2 separate regions of the Zea mays genome follow, and region 1 is linked to region 2. The links are chromatin contacts, called in public Hi-C maps. All regions are on one chromosome and are shown on one strand. Each heading gives the region's core, a stretch centred on a gene start, on an enhancer-like site or on the middle of the called end of the contact. The rest is flanking DNA. Distances are from core to core; before and after follow the strand shown. Region 1 holds the start of LOC100501547 (putative protein kinase superfamily protein). Region 2 holds the start of LOC100384451.

Region 1 (3,143 bases), core at 520-3,019, 640 kb before region 2:
CTCATGCTGCTGCAGGAGCTCTCATCGCTAATGTCACTGGCGGTGCTCGCACGGCACATGCTGCTCTTCCCACTCTCAGTGAAATCAGCCCGAGTACTCATGGCCACACTACCACTGGTCTTCCTCAAACTACTTGTCCCATCACTCACTTTAGCAGAAGCAAAGCCATCACTTGTACTGCTCTTCTGGGACGTTTTATTTTCCTTATTCCCATTACCATCCAAGTTTTCCTCCACTTTCAACTCAACAGAATCCCCTTCTAGGACCGGTGACTCATCACCAGGAACTGAAGACACACCTGAAGAATCCTTGTCCACCACAGAAGCTGGAGACTCTTGCTGCTGGTGAGACGGCACTAACTTCTCTTTCGCCGCCTCAGCTCCGGGTTCTTCTCTGTCATCTTTTCCTGCTTCCTTTGCCTTTGACGTCTGGCCAGCCATGCTTGGCCAGACAGATTGAGAAGACAACAATCGCGTAGTAGCAGTTGATCAGGAACACAGAAGCGCAGACTCTAATAGGCAGGGAAACACCACAACTTCTCCAAAACTTTCAGCAGAGTGGCAGGGCAATCCCCAGCTCCTGATCTGAAAGATCAATTGGCCACGTTAGCAATAGAACTACAAAAGGTTCTGCAAGAAAAACAGGCTGCAGAGTGAGCAATTCAACAAAAAAAAAACGAAAGAACTAATCCACAACGATCAAGACAGACAGAAAACGAGCACAGCAAACACACGGCGGCGGATACCTGTGTGTGTGTGGAAGAGAGAGAGAGAGAGAGAAGAGGGGCCTTTTCAGGATCCATGGCCAAGAAATTACCTCGCAGGCTCCCGGTCCCGGACAAGCTAGTGCTAGTGCTACGAGCTCGCGTTTCACAACAGATCCATCGCCCCATAACGCCGCATCAACACTCCCCAAAAGGCCAAGCACTAGAACGAGGGCTCAAAAATCACAAGCCCCCACCCCGGCATTCCCCACAAAAATAGGGGGGCGAAGTGGGCCAGCGCCAGAGAGATTAGCAAAGAAAGGGAGAAAAAATCTTTTATGTTCCCAAAGCGAACGGGAAGAAAAAGGGGGCAGCCTAGACTAAAGCACGAGCAGCACAGGCATTGCAACCTGGAACAGCTGCAAGCTCACAAGGCGCACAACTCGCTGCCCCCGCTTTTCTCCCCACCGGGAAAAAAAAAAGAAGAGAGGCAGGTATGATGGAGCACACCGAAATCATATGAGGCAACAGCACAGCACGTCGGCATGTGGTGTGCTCCCCGCGCGTCCGCGTCAGGACATGGGGGCACTAACTCCGGTGGCCAGTGAATGCGGCAGCGGGAGATTTATAAAGACGCGGGGGAGGAGGAGGAGGAGGAGGAGGAGGAAGGGAAGAGGTGGGCTGGATCTGGAAAGTGATGGGGAGGGAGGCATTAAAGCAAGCAACAGATCAGGAATGGTCATCCCCACCTGGGGAAAATGACACCCGAATCAATCAGTCAGTCAGTCAGCCGGCGGTCATTCGACCAGTCAGCCGGCGAGCGGTGGAGGACTGGAGGAGGATGGAGAGGTACCTTTGCTAGTAGGACCGAGGAGCGGCCATGGCACTGCCGATGCTGACTGCGGAGAGGTGAGAGATGGCGCCTCCTGTGCCTGTAGGAGACTCACATGACTGAGCCATGGCGACGGCGCGACGCGGACCAGAGCTGCATTGCGGGCGGCTACTGGGACCGAGAGTGAGTGAGAGCCCTCCCTCCCTCCGCCTCCAGTGATTGGTGTGGGGGTGCTTGTGGGGGGATTCAGGCGGCGAGGCGAAGTGCAGAGGAGACAAAGGGTGCGGGAGGGTGGGACGGGTCAAAGGCAAAGGTTGGTGGTAAAAGGATGCGCTTTTCGAGTGGTTCAACAAAGCGGTTACTCCTCCTCGCTAATCTAATGGTGATGCGCTTGGGGAACCGCGGCGGCCCTGGGGCCTGGGCGCAGCGTGCAGCCGTGCAGCGGTGCAGGGGTGGGTCTCTCGCGTTGCCCGAGGGTCGCGGCGCAAACAGTCCCTACGCTGCCAAATACGTACAAATTTAAACCTTGTTTGTACTAAATTGTAACGTGGGAACATTTTCAGTCCTCTCGACTCTCGACGAGTAACCGGTAGTAGTCCTGAGTCCTGACGTCCTGTGCGTATCTCTCAAGATTTTGTGAGATTTATGAGCAGAGTTTTTGTTTTGATTTCCTTGCTGGGAGCAACATCTGAGAGAGACTGCGTTTCAGTCATTTGGCATAGCGGCTGGCCGGCTGCGGCTGCTGCTGCGGCTATCGTCGTCGGTAGTCTTCGCTCATCAAGATTGGAATTCTTTTGTGTTCGCCACTTCGTTTCACTGCGGATAATAATCACGCAACTGGCTGGACTGCTGCAGACTGCAGCACAGTCCATGGCCAGCAGTTTCGGCAATGGGGAGGAATAAAAATGGCCACACCTCGTCCATTACCGCTAGCTCATCTCGGATGCACAAAAGCAGCCTTGGAATTACACCTCGAAATATGGAGTTGGGTGATTATTAAACCGGACGCCCTTGATTTTGCGGCTCGGCGCCGGTCTTGACTTGAGCTGGGCTAGCACTGAGGCTACATTACAACCACGAGACCGAAATCATAGCCGCCGTGATCGAGGCTTTTCTTCTCGCTCGGATAGAATAGAACAACTTCGGTGTAATCTCTCCGTTAGAAATTACTACTCCTGTTTAAAAAAGAGTTATTAGATGGAAAAAATATAAGATAAGAGTCTATCTTTACATAACTATCCATACGTATCTATCTATTAACTATATTTATGATCTAGAGAGTCAGAGTTATATCACTGAGTCTCTTTAGTGTCTTTTGTATTTGAAAAACCGAACCAACGTTCCCTTAAGGCTATTCTCAATGAGAATTTCACAACATTCTTTACAACACTGCCACAGTGAAACGAAATAGATTTTCTACCCTATATTTTCTAGATTATTCTTAACATCCATGGTATAAGTTGACATGCTCTTTTAGAATATATAGTTGATAGTTGTTTCAGCTAAACAAGTTTTAGTTTTTTTTATAATTATTAGTTCACAATAGCTTTCTCACATCTCACGACTAAAATTAGATTTTCTGAAATTCAAAGTTGAACCAAACAAACC
Region 2 (3,223 bases), core at 3-2,502:
TGGCATAGTTCTAAGAAATGGTTTTATTTTTAGGGAGGAGATAGTAACAGTGAAAAGCACCGTCTCTTCTTCGCAGAAACGGCACTCTAGGTGGTAGAGCTCGCTTGAAGGGTGGCTACCAACGGGGAGAGTGGGGGAGCAAGAGCGCGCGTGTCAGGTTCATCCTGTACTGACTCATCAGTTCACGCCTTGCCATGTCTGATCGTGTCCTAGACGATAATAAGTCGACAGGTTCAGGCTAGGTTAGACAGCTGCTCCCAGAAGTGTTTGTTTGACAGAAGAAAACCTTACGTGTCAATTGTGACGACCGCGTGCCAGCTGCTTATGCAAGTATAACCCTGATAATCAGACAAGTTTTCTGTTGAAGACGATACCAGAATCTTACCGCTATTGCTCCAACCCAGTGCCAGTTTGGTAGCACGCCAAATGTGATGCCGTTGCGAGAAGAAGAGCAATCTCGCAGCGATTGGTCCAGAGCAAACATTCCTCTCCCTATACGCAAAGCGATGCCTGGCTCCAGCCAGGGGTGGCTCACTGGCCTTTCTCAAGCTGAAGACGATGAGGCCCCCCTCGGTTTTTGGATGGCTCCATGGGATCCATGCACAGAAGCAGCCCCACGGACATTCCGGCTGTCATCCACTCCTTTTTTTTTAACTTTCCCATTTGTGGCATCTTATTTCTCTTTGGCACTTGGCAGGCCAGAACATTCAAAAGTGCCGTGCGGGTCATAGCCTAATCCTGCCCCACATGCCAGTGTCACTAGTTGCAGATGACCCGTTTTTTCTCTGATATATCTCCAGTCTCATATATCTCAGTCTATCTTATATATAAGCCGGAATTTTTATTAGCAATCTCAAAATCTTCTGGCAGCACAAACCGACGTTAACAGACTTTTTCTTTGTTGAGAACCTATCTTTACAATATACATCTTTTAAATTTAAAACATTTATCTTTTAGATATTAGCACTACACTAGTTAATGCTTTAAAATTGGGTTCGGACAAAACTAGATGCACTCGACTCGCATCTGTAGTTGTCCAATGCGCGTGCTGAAGTCAAACCGGAGGCTTCCTGCACCGAGTCCATGTCCACTGTTCCCCCGACATACAGACCCCGCACATTGGTTTTCCCCTCACAGGCCCGTAGCCTCTGCCCACGCAGGGTCTCAGGCCTCCCTCTCGGCTCTTGCACACGGACAGGCCCCGTGCGCGTACAAATAAGCCAAGCTGGGCGGCCATCCACACGGGCGCGAACTTGACACGCGCCCCCTGCCCCGCCGCCGCAGTTCTCACCTCTCACGGCCACGCCGGCACGTCCGCTCGCGCGCACACTGTTTTTTTTTTCTTGGTAAGGGCCGGCGGCCGGGCCGATAATCGTAAAGGAAGGCGAGGCAATACACCCACCGAGAGAGAAGAACTAAGCTTTGGACACGGAAGATCGCAAGAGCCTCAACCACACTATTCAGGTGGCCTAGGACTCTACGAGGGACGTTCGTCGTGCCTCGGATGAGATGGGTGGCGGCGGCGGAGGAGGAGGAGGCGGGAAGTCCGAGAAGGCGCGGCGTTCGTCGGCGCGGGTGAGGTTGTGGGTCGCGCGCGCCAGCACCGTGCTGCTCTGGACGTGCCTCGTCCAGCTCGCGGCCTACCGGGAGCTCTGGGCGCCCAGCGTGCTCTCCAGGTGGCCTGGCTGCCTCAACCAGCCGCACGTCGTGCAGAGGCCATCGGAGCGTGTGGCGGACGCCGGCCAGACGCAGGCAGCGCGCGCTTTGGTGGTGCTCCCACCCAAAAGTAAGTTGGTGGCTTCTTGGTTCATGTTTTTTTTTTGTTTTTGGAATCAAGCTTCTCTTCTTCCATTGGTCAGGAATTTCTTGGTTCTGTCCTTCCCCTTTGAGAACTTTCGGTGTGAGTCGTTTCTCCCTTCTTACCGCGAAGAGATCATCTTCTCCCCACAACCTCCCCCCTCAGTGAACTTTGAATTGTCTAATCTTTCTCATTTCAGTTGCAGTGTACGTATTCGATGTAGGTTATTTCTAGTCCAATTCAATTCTGTGTTCGCTTTGTCTAGTCACCGGCCAATTTATTTGCCGGCCTAGCTCTGCAGATTAATTCCATTTGACCGCTCCATGTATTTTTCATGACTTCATGTACCTACGCATTACGTCAAGGCACCAGTAAAAGCATGGACGATCGTTTGATTTTTACCAATACTACGTGCAGGAATCTACAGGAACAACGGCTATCTGATGGTCTCCTGCAACGGCGGGCTTAACCAGATGCGAGCAGCAGTAAGCACTGTGTATCGAAATCTAAATACAATTGTCACAAGTTACATCTATGAATGTCTGCCATCGTTAAGCTTTATAATGTGTCTGATACTGAAAATTCAGGCCTCAAGGTTCCACCTATTTCTTGTTGTTGTTGTTGAGACAGATTTGTGACATGGTAACCATCGCAAGGTATCTGAACGTTACTCTCATCGTACCGGAGTTGGATAAGGCTTCATTTTGGGCTGATCCCAGGTACTATTTTCCTTTCTTTCTTTCTATACCGATTCTCTTTTCTGTTCCCTTTCTAAAAAGAACCGTTTTCTTCGGTTTATTCTTTCGCAGCGATTTCCAAGACATATTTGACGTGGACTACTTCATAGCGTCGCTGAGAGACGAGGTCCGGATCCTGAAGCAGCTGCCTCCGAGGCTCAAGAGAAGAGTGGAGATGGGATCCCTCCGGTCCCTGCCACCAGTCAGCTGGTCCGACATCGGCTACTACCGCCGTCAGGTTCGGTCGCGTCCTCCTTAACATCGCGAGCTGAAACCGAATCCGAAACCAGGTGAAGACTGTTTGTTTCATTGGGTGGTGTGGTGGTGGGGAAAAAAAACAGATTCTGCCTCTGGTAAAGAAGTACAAGGTCGTTCACCTGAACAGGACGGATGCCCGGCTCGCGAACAACGGCCTGCCCGTGGAGATGCAGAGACTGCGGTGTCGCGTCAACTACAATGCCCTGAGATTTACCCCTGAAATCGAGGATCTGGGCAGACGCCTGGTTCGAGCTCTTCGCCGGAACGGGCCCTTTGTGGTCCTTCACTTGCGGTATGAGATGGACATGCTTGCCTTCTCCGGATGCACGCACGGTTGCAGCAGCATGGAGGCTCAAGAGCTCACGAAGATGAGGTAGAGCTACATCGTCCTCGTGACGTCCCCCTCCCCAAGATTTCCCCAGGGTGTGTT

What was found. A called contact is a pair of places that touch in the nucleus more often than the background predicts.
Region 1: a Hi-C map of ear shows a contact between it and region 2, with 1.8 times the contacts expected there. The contact joins the promoter of LOC100501547 here to the promoter of LOC100384451 in region 2. A contact is called at or near these places in 2 of 25 Hi-C or Micro-C datasets (ear and leaf mesophyll).

The regions. Positions count from the first base shown.
Region 1 is chr7:136,209,768-136,212,910 of Zm-B73-REFERENCE-NAM-5.0, reverse strand. It overlaps LOC100501547 (putative protein kinase superfamily protein), which reads right to left and starts at 1,769. Exons shown (of 3, transcript NM_001196243.2): 1 at 1,557-1,769; 2 at 1-584. The coding sequence starts at 440.
Region 2 is chr7:135,572,406-135,575,628 of Zm-B73-REFERENCE-NAM-5.0, reverse strand. LOC100384451 reads left to right here and starts at 1,252. Exons shown (of 8, transcript NM_001176987.2): 1 at 1,252-1,786; 2 at 2,216-2,283; 3 at 2,429-2,517; 4 at 2,608-2,773; 5 at 2,877-3,166. The coding sequence starts at 1,510.